3 separate regions of the Sus scrofa genome follow, and all the other regions are linked to region 1. Evidence: chromatin contacts called from public HiChIP or PLAC-seq data. All regions are on one chromosome and are shown on one strand. The core of a region is the stretch at or near the end of the contact, and the rest is flanking DNA. Distances in the headings are between cores, read along the strand shown. Region 1 has its middle 84 kb from the start of IPO5. Region 2 overlaps IPO5 (importin 5). Region 3 holds the start of IPO5 (importin 5).

Region 1 (2,872 bases), core at 151-2,650:
CTCTTGCCACTTGCTCCTTCTGGCTGTGAATTGTCAGAGCCACCTCCAAGCCCTCCAGAGACCTCCTGCAATCTAGAAAGGATGTCTTGCTGGGCAGACATAGCCCTGTGGACCCGTGACTTGGCAGGTGAAACCTGGGCTAGATTTCAGCTCCCACTTGCTTCTTTGAGCTGCATGTCCTTCACCTCCACAAGTGCTGGCCTCCCAAGTGCAGGACACCTGGTCCTGCATCCTCTGATGGAGGGATGCTGTGTGATGCTGACCGAGGGAGGACCAGTCCCTGCCTTCCCTGGGGTAGGGATACAGCTCTTACAGCTCAGCTATTTCAATTCCTGGGGCTGCCACTGCAGGAGGTGAGAGGCACCGGGGTAGGGCTCCCCTGGTCTCCTCTTGCCTGGACAGCCTCACCCCTCACCCTGAGAACACAGAGGCTCTGAGGTCTGCCCCTTTTAAGAACTCTAGGGCAAGCTCCGCTCCACCTCTCCCCTTATTTTAGAGTCCTGCTGGTGCCTTACCCCTGCTAAAGTTGACACACGTGACTTCTAGAACATGCTATGACAGAACAAAACACAAAAAAAACCCAGTGCAGCTTAGATTTCCCTCAGGATGACTTGATATGTGTAAGCATCATATTGTATTATGGTCTGTTTGCTTTCATCTGCAGTTACGCCGTAAATCAGATTGATTGTGAAATAAGCTGGTGGCTTCATAATCTTCAGCAGGTGGCTCCAAGGATCTGGACCTTTCAGGAAACTCAACAAGCCCTTTTTTTTTTTTTTTTTTTGTGATGGATTAGTGGTGGCTGTGACTTGCATATGAAATTGAGGCGCTGACTCACCCTCCCAGGCTTCCTGGTAGCAGGCACAGGGTTGCTGCAACGCTCAGCTGGCCTCCCTTGTGACAGATGACTTGTGCAAACAGATGCGGAGACTTAGGAGCCCAGCTAGGGGACAGGAATTGCTTCACCTGAGGAGTCAGTCACTCTTTTCCCCTAAGCAGTACTGCTTGCTTCTCATCTGAACCACACAGACCCCAAGAGCTAGTTCCCTCCATTAGGATCCGCAGAACTACTGGTCCCAAGGTAGATGATTACAAACAAGGAGGTTTGTTTTTCTTCGTTTAGCATTCTAGCAAGCTTGACCATCAAGAGGAAAAACTCCCAGAGCTCAGTTAAATCAAACCAAGGATTAAGTGAAAACACCAGCCAACAAAAATCAATAAATCATTAACTTGAACAGACTTTAGAGGCCTGTTACCTGGCTCGCTTTGCCACCTGACAGAAGGTTGGGTGGCTTCTGATAGGAAAGGAAAGTTGGTAATGATTTCCCGAGCCAGCGAGCGTGGATTCATCTTCTGTTCTCCTGGAGCGCGGAGAGGGAAGGGCTGGTAGCGGTGCTAGATCGCCACCTAGCGACCCATTCGTGCACATCACCGACGATGCGCAAAGGGGCTCCAAGATTGCCACTGCATGCCACAAACGAAATCAAGGCGCTTTGGTGAAAACGAATCGCAGCGAATCTCATGGGATAGATACCAAAGGACAGTGATTCCGACATTTTCCCTGCCTTCTACTTCCCACGCCTTGATTGTGCTGATCAGGGGAAGGAAGTGGAGAGTAGGTCTGGGAAACTTGTCATTTATTGAGGAAGCTGGGATTTACCTGCACGGTGAGACCGGCGGGAGGGGAGCGAGAGGAGAGTTCGGGGAAGCGGAGGCGGGGATGGTGCCCAGGAGCCAGCTCAGAAAACTCTACCAGTGTTTGGTTTTGGGAGACAGAGCACAGTTTGGGACCTCAGCGAGTTGGAGGCGAATAGGTGTTTTTAGGAAATTTTGCTATTTTCTCTTCAAGGCTTTTTGCTTTTTGCAGGACTAAGCTAGATCTCAAGTCATTTGCAAGCAGGCTGTATTTCTCTCTGGTTACAGATGAATATGTCACATCTCACCCTGTTATTTTGATATTTGGGGCAGCTGGGGGCATTAGGGACTAGAGGGAATTAAGGACACGCAATGCCATTGATGAATATTGACAAATGTCTATCAGCCTCTCTGTGTAGCAGGCACCCTCCTAATCGGTGCCCAGATAGAGGAGAACCTGCGACATCAGACATCGTGAAGGGTTGGGGAGAAGCGGGGGGATGAAATGAGGTGGAGAGGAAGGTGAGCTAAGGCCACAAAGCAGCTGAAAGAAACAGAAAACAATGAGCCAAGAGTCCCTGCAAGGGGCCGCTGGCCAGCACCCGCCTCATCCCTTCTCCCTGGGCCACTGCAGGATGTCACACTCTTGCGCCTGAGGCAAGTGGAAGTTCCCCGGCCAGGGACTGAATCCGAGCTGTGAACTACACAACAGCTGCAGCAACACCAGATCCTCAACCCTCTGCGCTGGGTCAGGATCAAACCCGCACCTCTGCTGGGACCCAAGCTGTTGCAGTCAGATCTTTAACCCACTGTGCCACTGCGGGAACTCCCAGGAGCACTTTTTGTAAAATGGGATGAGGTTCTCTTCCTGGGATTTGCAAATACATGTCACATGTAAGTTGAATAAGCTGATATTTTTCTCTGTAGAATTATATTACTATTAAATATAATGACTTCTGTCAACTGTGACTTCTGTACCAGATTCCTAGCTCTTTAGCATGCTCTGAATGCCCACCATCCTTCCCATCCTGTATGTCCATTGTCCATCCGTCCATCCTTCCATCCATCCATCCATCCACCCAGCCACTCCTGTATCCATCCTTTATTCAAGTATTCTAGTCTGGGTCCGACATATGTTAAGCCTTGAATAGTCACTGATGCTCAGTATGCCAGCACCAACCCCATTCTTCCAGGCTCCAGAGAAGGTGTTCCCACTTCCCCTGGGGAGGGGCGATGT
Region 2 (2,872 bases), core at 201-2,700, 110 kb before region 1:
ACAGCCACAGCAACTTGGGATCCAAGCTGCATCTGCGACCTACACCACAGCTCACGGCAACGCCGGATCCTTAACCCACTGAGCAAGGCCAGGGATTGAACCTGCGTCCTTAGGGTTCCTAGTGGGGTTCGTTTTTGCTGTGCCACAACGGGAACTCCCATTCCTGTATCTTCTAATCTTACTCTCCCCAAAAGGTACCGCCAAGGACACCACAGAGAGGTGCCCTCTCTTTCTCCTGCCTGCTGAGGCAGAGGAGATGGTCCCTCCTCCCGCACTGAAGATCAGTGGTATTCTCTGACTTCCGAGGAAAACCCTACTGGGCATTTGCAGCGGGCCCGTGCTGTCACCTGACACCATTATCCTGTAATTCCTTGTGTTTTCACATGAGTACCTGACCCAGTAACTACTCCAGATGCTCTTCATTCCCCCATTAACCACAGACAATCTTGACAGAGCTTTCTCCTCGTTCCGAGAGTGCCAATACACCTTTAGGAGGTTACCTCATTCCTTTCCTCTTCTGCAGCCCAGGGTCTGCTGTGGCCTCTGGTCTCAAAGGAATGTCCTTCCTTCCGTGGCTACCCTCTCTTCGCACAGCCCTCGCTCACATACATACCCTCCTCCAGACCCCCTCTTAGCAACTCCTTCCTTGGGTCTTGTAAGTATCTCACATACTGGCCCCAAGGGGAGGGAGGGGAAAGCTATACAGATTCAGCCCTTTATGGAAAGTCACATCCGCTCCATCTATTCCCGATTTAATCAATTAACCTACCTAATCTGCCTTCAACTTGGGTCTAGCTCTGTCTCCAGATACACTCATGTTCTTAGCCTGCTGTCATCGGACACTGAGCACCCTGTTCTTTGTCTTCTGAGACACTGTGTTTCTCATCTTCCCACCTGCTCTCCTTGGGGCCAGCACCAGGCAAAGTGTAGTTTATGAACTGCTACCAGTTCATGATGAGTAAAAAAAACCTGAGTGTTAAGAAATTTTCATAGCAATTTGATAGTAACTGTCTGTTAAATAGTAAAAAAGGCTTTTGTTTTGCATGTCCTTTTTGTTAATTTCATTTTATAGTAGAATTTTTTCATTGTATTTGACAACAAACTGGGTTTCAATCTTTGCCTCTCTTTCCTGCATCTCTCTTTCTCACGTGGCTACACTGACCTCATTCATTTGTTTTGAACTTGCCTCTTACATAAATGATAAATCATCTTCTATTTATGTGGCCAGCCGTTCAGAGTCAACATATATTTAAAGCAAAAAGGATACATTCCTTTTTACATCTTTTCCGTCACCCAGGTTAAAGAACGCTCAACACATTCTGCTTCCTTCTCTTTTTTCCAACTGGCAGAAACAGCTAATGTTTTCAAGAAACAGGCATCACCCTTCCCTCCAGTTTCCACTATTACCACCCAAGCTCCCTGGAAATGACCATGTGACGGTCTGGCCTTAACGCTTCCCCATTTTTGTTCCTGCCTCGCATGGCTGCCATGCTAACTTCCTACAATCATGTTACCACCATGTCTTAGAGCAGTTAACAAAATGGTTCTTCCAAATCCACAAACATCAGAGGTCAAAATAACTCTGCCTTTCTTCCCAGGCAATTCACACGCTGCTTTTACCCAACCTTTAGGCCAAACCTTTCCCAAGTCTATTATTGGTCCATTCTCTGGCCAAGCCTGTATTATTCTACTTAGAACAGAATGTCTTCCTTCTAACTTTCTCTTTTTTTTTGGTCTTTTTGTATTTTAGGGCCACACCCATGGCATATGGAGGGTCCCAGGATAGGGGTCAATTTGGAGCTACAGCTGCCAGCCTACGCCACAGCCACATCAACTCGGGATCTGAGCCGTGTCTGTGACCTACACCATAGCTCTTGGCAACGCCGGATCCTTAACCCACTGAGTGAGGCCAGGGGTTGAACCCACGTCCTCATGGATGCTAGTCGGGTTTGTTAACCGCTGGAGCCACAACAGGAACTCGCTTTCTCTTCTTTATGGCTGTGTTCAAAGTCCCTCTTTTTTTTAGGTTTTACCCATCCAATTAATCTATATTAATCTCCATAAATAGGGAGCTTATTAGGTTTCAAAACTTACCTCTTGAAGTTTAAGCACCATGATGGAATGCAGATGTTTCACCAAATTATCTAAATAGGGAATAAGTAGCGACTTGGGACAGTCCTCAGTGAAGTTAATGAGAGCAGCGGCTGCGTGGGCCTGCACCCGCTGGTTGCCTTGGTCTTCCATGGTCTGCAGCAGTGCTGCAATCACCTGTGAAATGAAATCACACACACAGACACTTTGAAATGCCACCCCACTTCCTACAAGTTTGATTTGAGTGTTTGCAGACGTGTTACTTACCTTCTCGTGGAATTTCTTTTGGAAACCAGGTGCAAAATCTGTAGCCATCTGTCCCACGGCATTGCAGGCTGCATACCTCACTCTGGGGTGCTGAAATATAAGTGTTTGTTGTTTGTATTACTAAACACAATAGATCCCCTGTGAAACTACGGCAGTCATTACAAATTAAATATCTACTGGAACTTACAGGATCCTGAAGAAAGAGCAAAACAAAATTGACTATCTCATTCAGAATCCCTTCCATTTGCTGGTGGCAGCCCTCGCCAATGGCGGATAAGGCCATCAATCCTGCATGGCGATACTTCCAGTCAGCTACGGAACAGAATTACACAGGAAGGAGCAGCAATTAGATACTACAACCATGTCATCCAGGGAGTCACAGTATCAAAAAGTTCTTCTCCTTATTTGGAGAAAAATAATAAAGATTTTTGTACACATTTATTAATTGGAAAAATAGTAAAAGTCTGGCTGGATCACTTCATTGCCATAGTGGTTATGTCACACAGGCACTTCT
Region 3 (2,872 bases), core at 188-2,687, 84 kb before region 1:
TTTCATAGGAAACTGAACTTCCAGTGTATATACTTCACAGATCATAAAACCACTAAGCATAAGCGGCAGATCCTCAATCTGCTGATGTTGTGATTTTAAAGACAACTACAAATCCCACGAGTCCAGAGGAGGATCTGTCCCCCAATTTCATTAACTATGTGAAAGTCCCTTTCTATTCTGTAAAAACATCTGGCTGAACATTCTCCACTGAATCTTGTAAAAATCTTCCATCATGTGGTGGCAAAGAACTCCATATACAATCAGGTTTGAGGATAGGGCTAAATAATGCACTGTATAGAAACTGCAAAGTTTCTGCCCTTCCCCTGAAGTGTCCCAAATCGCATCTCCACACCGACTTAGTACTAACAGTCTTCCAAAGAACCAAGCGCACGATACTCCCACTTGGTAAATACCTACTTGCAGATACCTCTGAAATACTGTCTCTTGAAACTTTATTAACAGCTCCACATTTTGGAGGTCAGGAGCCAGAGGTGGTTAAAAAAAGAGATTCAGGCTGATTCAGAGAAATTAAAAGCTTAAACATATGGCACTGGCCCAGTTAAGACAACGAAAAGTCCCAGGACATCCCATTTATAAGAACACAACTCTCTAGAGATCAAGGAAGACTTATCTGATGGATGAGCAAAGGGAGGTACAAGATGCTTAGAAAGAAATCCTAAAGGCAACTTCACACAATTGGGGGGTGGCTGGGGAGGGAAATCCGGCTTCTGACGTTAGGAACCAGACTGAGAAAAGGGACTAAATGGAAAGAGACAGAGGGAAGCCGAGAAGGCAAGGCACACATTTCAATAGGAGCGAATGGGGACGAGAGGGACAGACGGCGTGTGAAGAGTGAGGGGCAGGGGAGAGGCAGGGGTGACGGGTCAGGGAGAAACCAGGGTTTGGGGGAACCAAAGGGCTGGACAGGCTGCAGAGCGCCGCTGGAAGGGCTGGGGAGGCTCCCAGCAGGGGAAAGTGAGAAAGGAGCGAGGGGAGCCCCGGGGCCCGCCCCACACCCCCCATCCCTCCCTGTCCCTGTCGCCCGGCTTCCCCATCTGGGCGGGGGCAGCATGTCAGTAGCAGCCGCACGTGTGTGAACCGCGGCGACGAGGTAACTGGCGCCGGGCACCGCGGCTGCAAGGGCCGAAAGAGCCCGGGGGCACCGCCGGGAGCCGCGGGCCGCCTCACACGTGGGCTGCGCGGCCGCCGCCCGGCCGGCCCGGCCTGCGCGGCAGCGGCGGAGCTGCCGAGGCCCAGCGGGCGGCGTAAGGGGAAGGGTCGGCGCGCCGGCCGGAGCGCGAAGTCCGGGACGGCGAGCTCGGTTACCTCTGCCTGTTTCCGGACCACATTGTCGGGGCTGAGCAGGTTTCCCAGGAGCAGGTAGAACTGTTGCTGCTCCGCCGCGGCCGCCGCCATTGCGCTAGGCGTGAGAGAGAGAAGGAGGGAGGGGAGACAGGCGCTGTGAGGCGCGCTGGCGGGCCGGCGGGAGGGGCGGGGGCGGGCCCAGCGCGGGGACCGGCACCAGCAGCGGCTTGGGGCTGGGGGGCCGGGCGGGAAAGGGCGGGGCAAAGGGGAAAGGGGAGGATGGGGCGGGGCCTCGCGACCCCTCACCCCGCCGCGGCCACCGGCGCCGGCGTCCCATTGGCCCTGAGCTCTGGGGGCGGGGCCGAGGCCTCTCCTCGGGGGCCGCGCCGATTGGCCACGCACCCTGCAGTGCCGTCACTGGCGGCGCGCGGCGGGCCGCCCGGCTCGGCGCGGGCAGGGTCGGGCGGGGACTCGGCCGCCCAGCTGTGGCTGCCGCGGCGTGGTGGGGAGGGCGGGAGGAGCCGGCTGGCCGGCCTGGCGGCTGCGAGGGGCGTGAGGCCCGGCTGGGGAGGTGGGGCCAGCTCCAGAGCGCGGGAGATTTCGGCGCCCCGGGCTGGCCGGCCTCCTCCCCCGCTAGCCGGCTAAGCTCCTCCCTGCGACCTCGGGAGCGCCCCCAGCTCCAGTCCTTCCCTCTCCCCCTCCACCCCGGCCCCAGAGACCCTAGATCCCCCATCCCAGAAGAAGGGAGGGAATGGATTTCGAAATCCAAAATCCACTTCCGACTTAAATTCCACCCCCAGCTCCACAGATCCTCGCACCGGTTAGACCCTCCGACCTCCCCAAGGGCTATGACTCAGGCAGCCCCTTCCTCCCGACACCTCACTGGTGACTCACGCGCTGGGCTTGCCCGGAAGAGGGGTTACTCAGCCCTGGGCTCTCCGGCCAGGCCTACCCACCCCCAGCCCGCTGTCCTCTGAGATGTACACGGAGCGCATTTGCCTCCCCCTCTTTTACCACCCTAGGATCCTTGGCTATTCCTTTGAATTCCCTGTTTTGAGGTCCCAGTTTTTCATTGGTTGGGGGAAAGTTAAGACCCTCTTCCTTAAAGAAACACTGGTTTGTAGGACTTAAGTCTCAGTAGGTGTTTGATAAACACCGGTCCATAGGGGGCTCAGAGACCTGGTTTCAATTGCAGTACACAATGCTGAGATAATACTTCCAATCTGCCCTTACCGTTGGAGCGCCCCAAGGCTGAGAGAGCAGTTGTCGAAGGGCACTTTTGTTGAGGCCCTACTGTGTCCAATGCAGTGGGCCAAGGGTGACAGTGGAAAAAGTGACACAATTCATTTTTGCCTCAAAAAGACACATTTCTAGTGAGAAGTTTCCTCATTGGGTACAATAGAGACTACTACACTCTGGTGGTCCATGGTATTTAACTTGGGGAATTTAATTTCCTATTGACTATTCTGTTGAGGTTCTGGTCTTTGAAATCCTACTTTTATTTATTTACTTTTTTGTCTTTTTTAGGGCTGCACCCAGGGCACATGGAGGGTCCCAGCTAGGGGTC

Evidence for each region. HiChIP or PLAC-seq counts read pairs in DNA pulled down with a chosen protein or histone mark.
Region 2: a contact with region 1 is called in an H3K27ac HiChIP or PLAC-seq map of alveolar macrophages. The contact joins two enhancer-like sites. A contact is called at or near these places in 1 of 5 promoter capture datasets (liver), 6 of 47 Hi-C or Micro-C datasets (embryonic fibroblasts, epiblast stem cells and skeletal muscle) and 1 of 2 datasets of contacts at active chromatin or transcription factors (alveolar macrophages).
Region 3: a contact with region 1 is called in an H3K27ac HiChIP or PLAC-seq map of alveolar macrophages. The contact joins the promoter of IPO5 here to the enhancer-like site in region 1. A contact is called at or near these places in 9 of 47 Hi-C or Micro-C datasets (embryonic fibroblasts, epiblast stem cells, fibroblasts and 2 more) and 1 of 2 datasets of contacts at active chromatin or transcription factors (alveolar macrophages).

The regions. Positions count from the first base shown.
Region 1 is chr11:66,933,814-66,936,685 of Sscrofa11.1, reverse strand. No RefSeq gene overlaps it. Among named protein-coding and RNA genes, the nearest start is that of IPO5, 84 kb to the left of the region's middle. Within about 2 kb of position 1,400, at least 17 of the 83 cell types and tissues checked have an H3K27ac peak or open chromatin away from gene starts, as enhancers often do. A contact at or near this core is called in alveolar macrophages, where this site is marked.
Region 2 is chr11:67,041,884-67,044,755 of Sscrofa11.1, reverse strand. IPO5 (importin 5) reads right to left here. Exons shown (of 26, transcript NM_001244301.1): 11 at 2,546-2,670; 12 at 2,359-2,448; 13 at 2,095-2,268. Among named protein-coding and RNA genes, the nearest start is that of IPO5, 24 kb to the right of the region's middle. Within about 2 kb of position 1,450, at least 3 of the 83 cell types and tissues checked have an H3K27ac peak or open chromatin away from gene starts, as enhancers often do. A contact at or near this core is called in alveolar macrophages, where this site is marked.
Region 3 is chr11:67,017,864-67,020,735 of Sscrofa11.1, reverse strand. IPO5 (importin 5) reads right to left here and starts at 1,437. Exons shown (of 26, transcript NM_001244301.1): 1 at 1,327-1,437. The coding sequence starts at 1,416.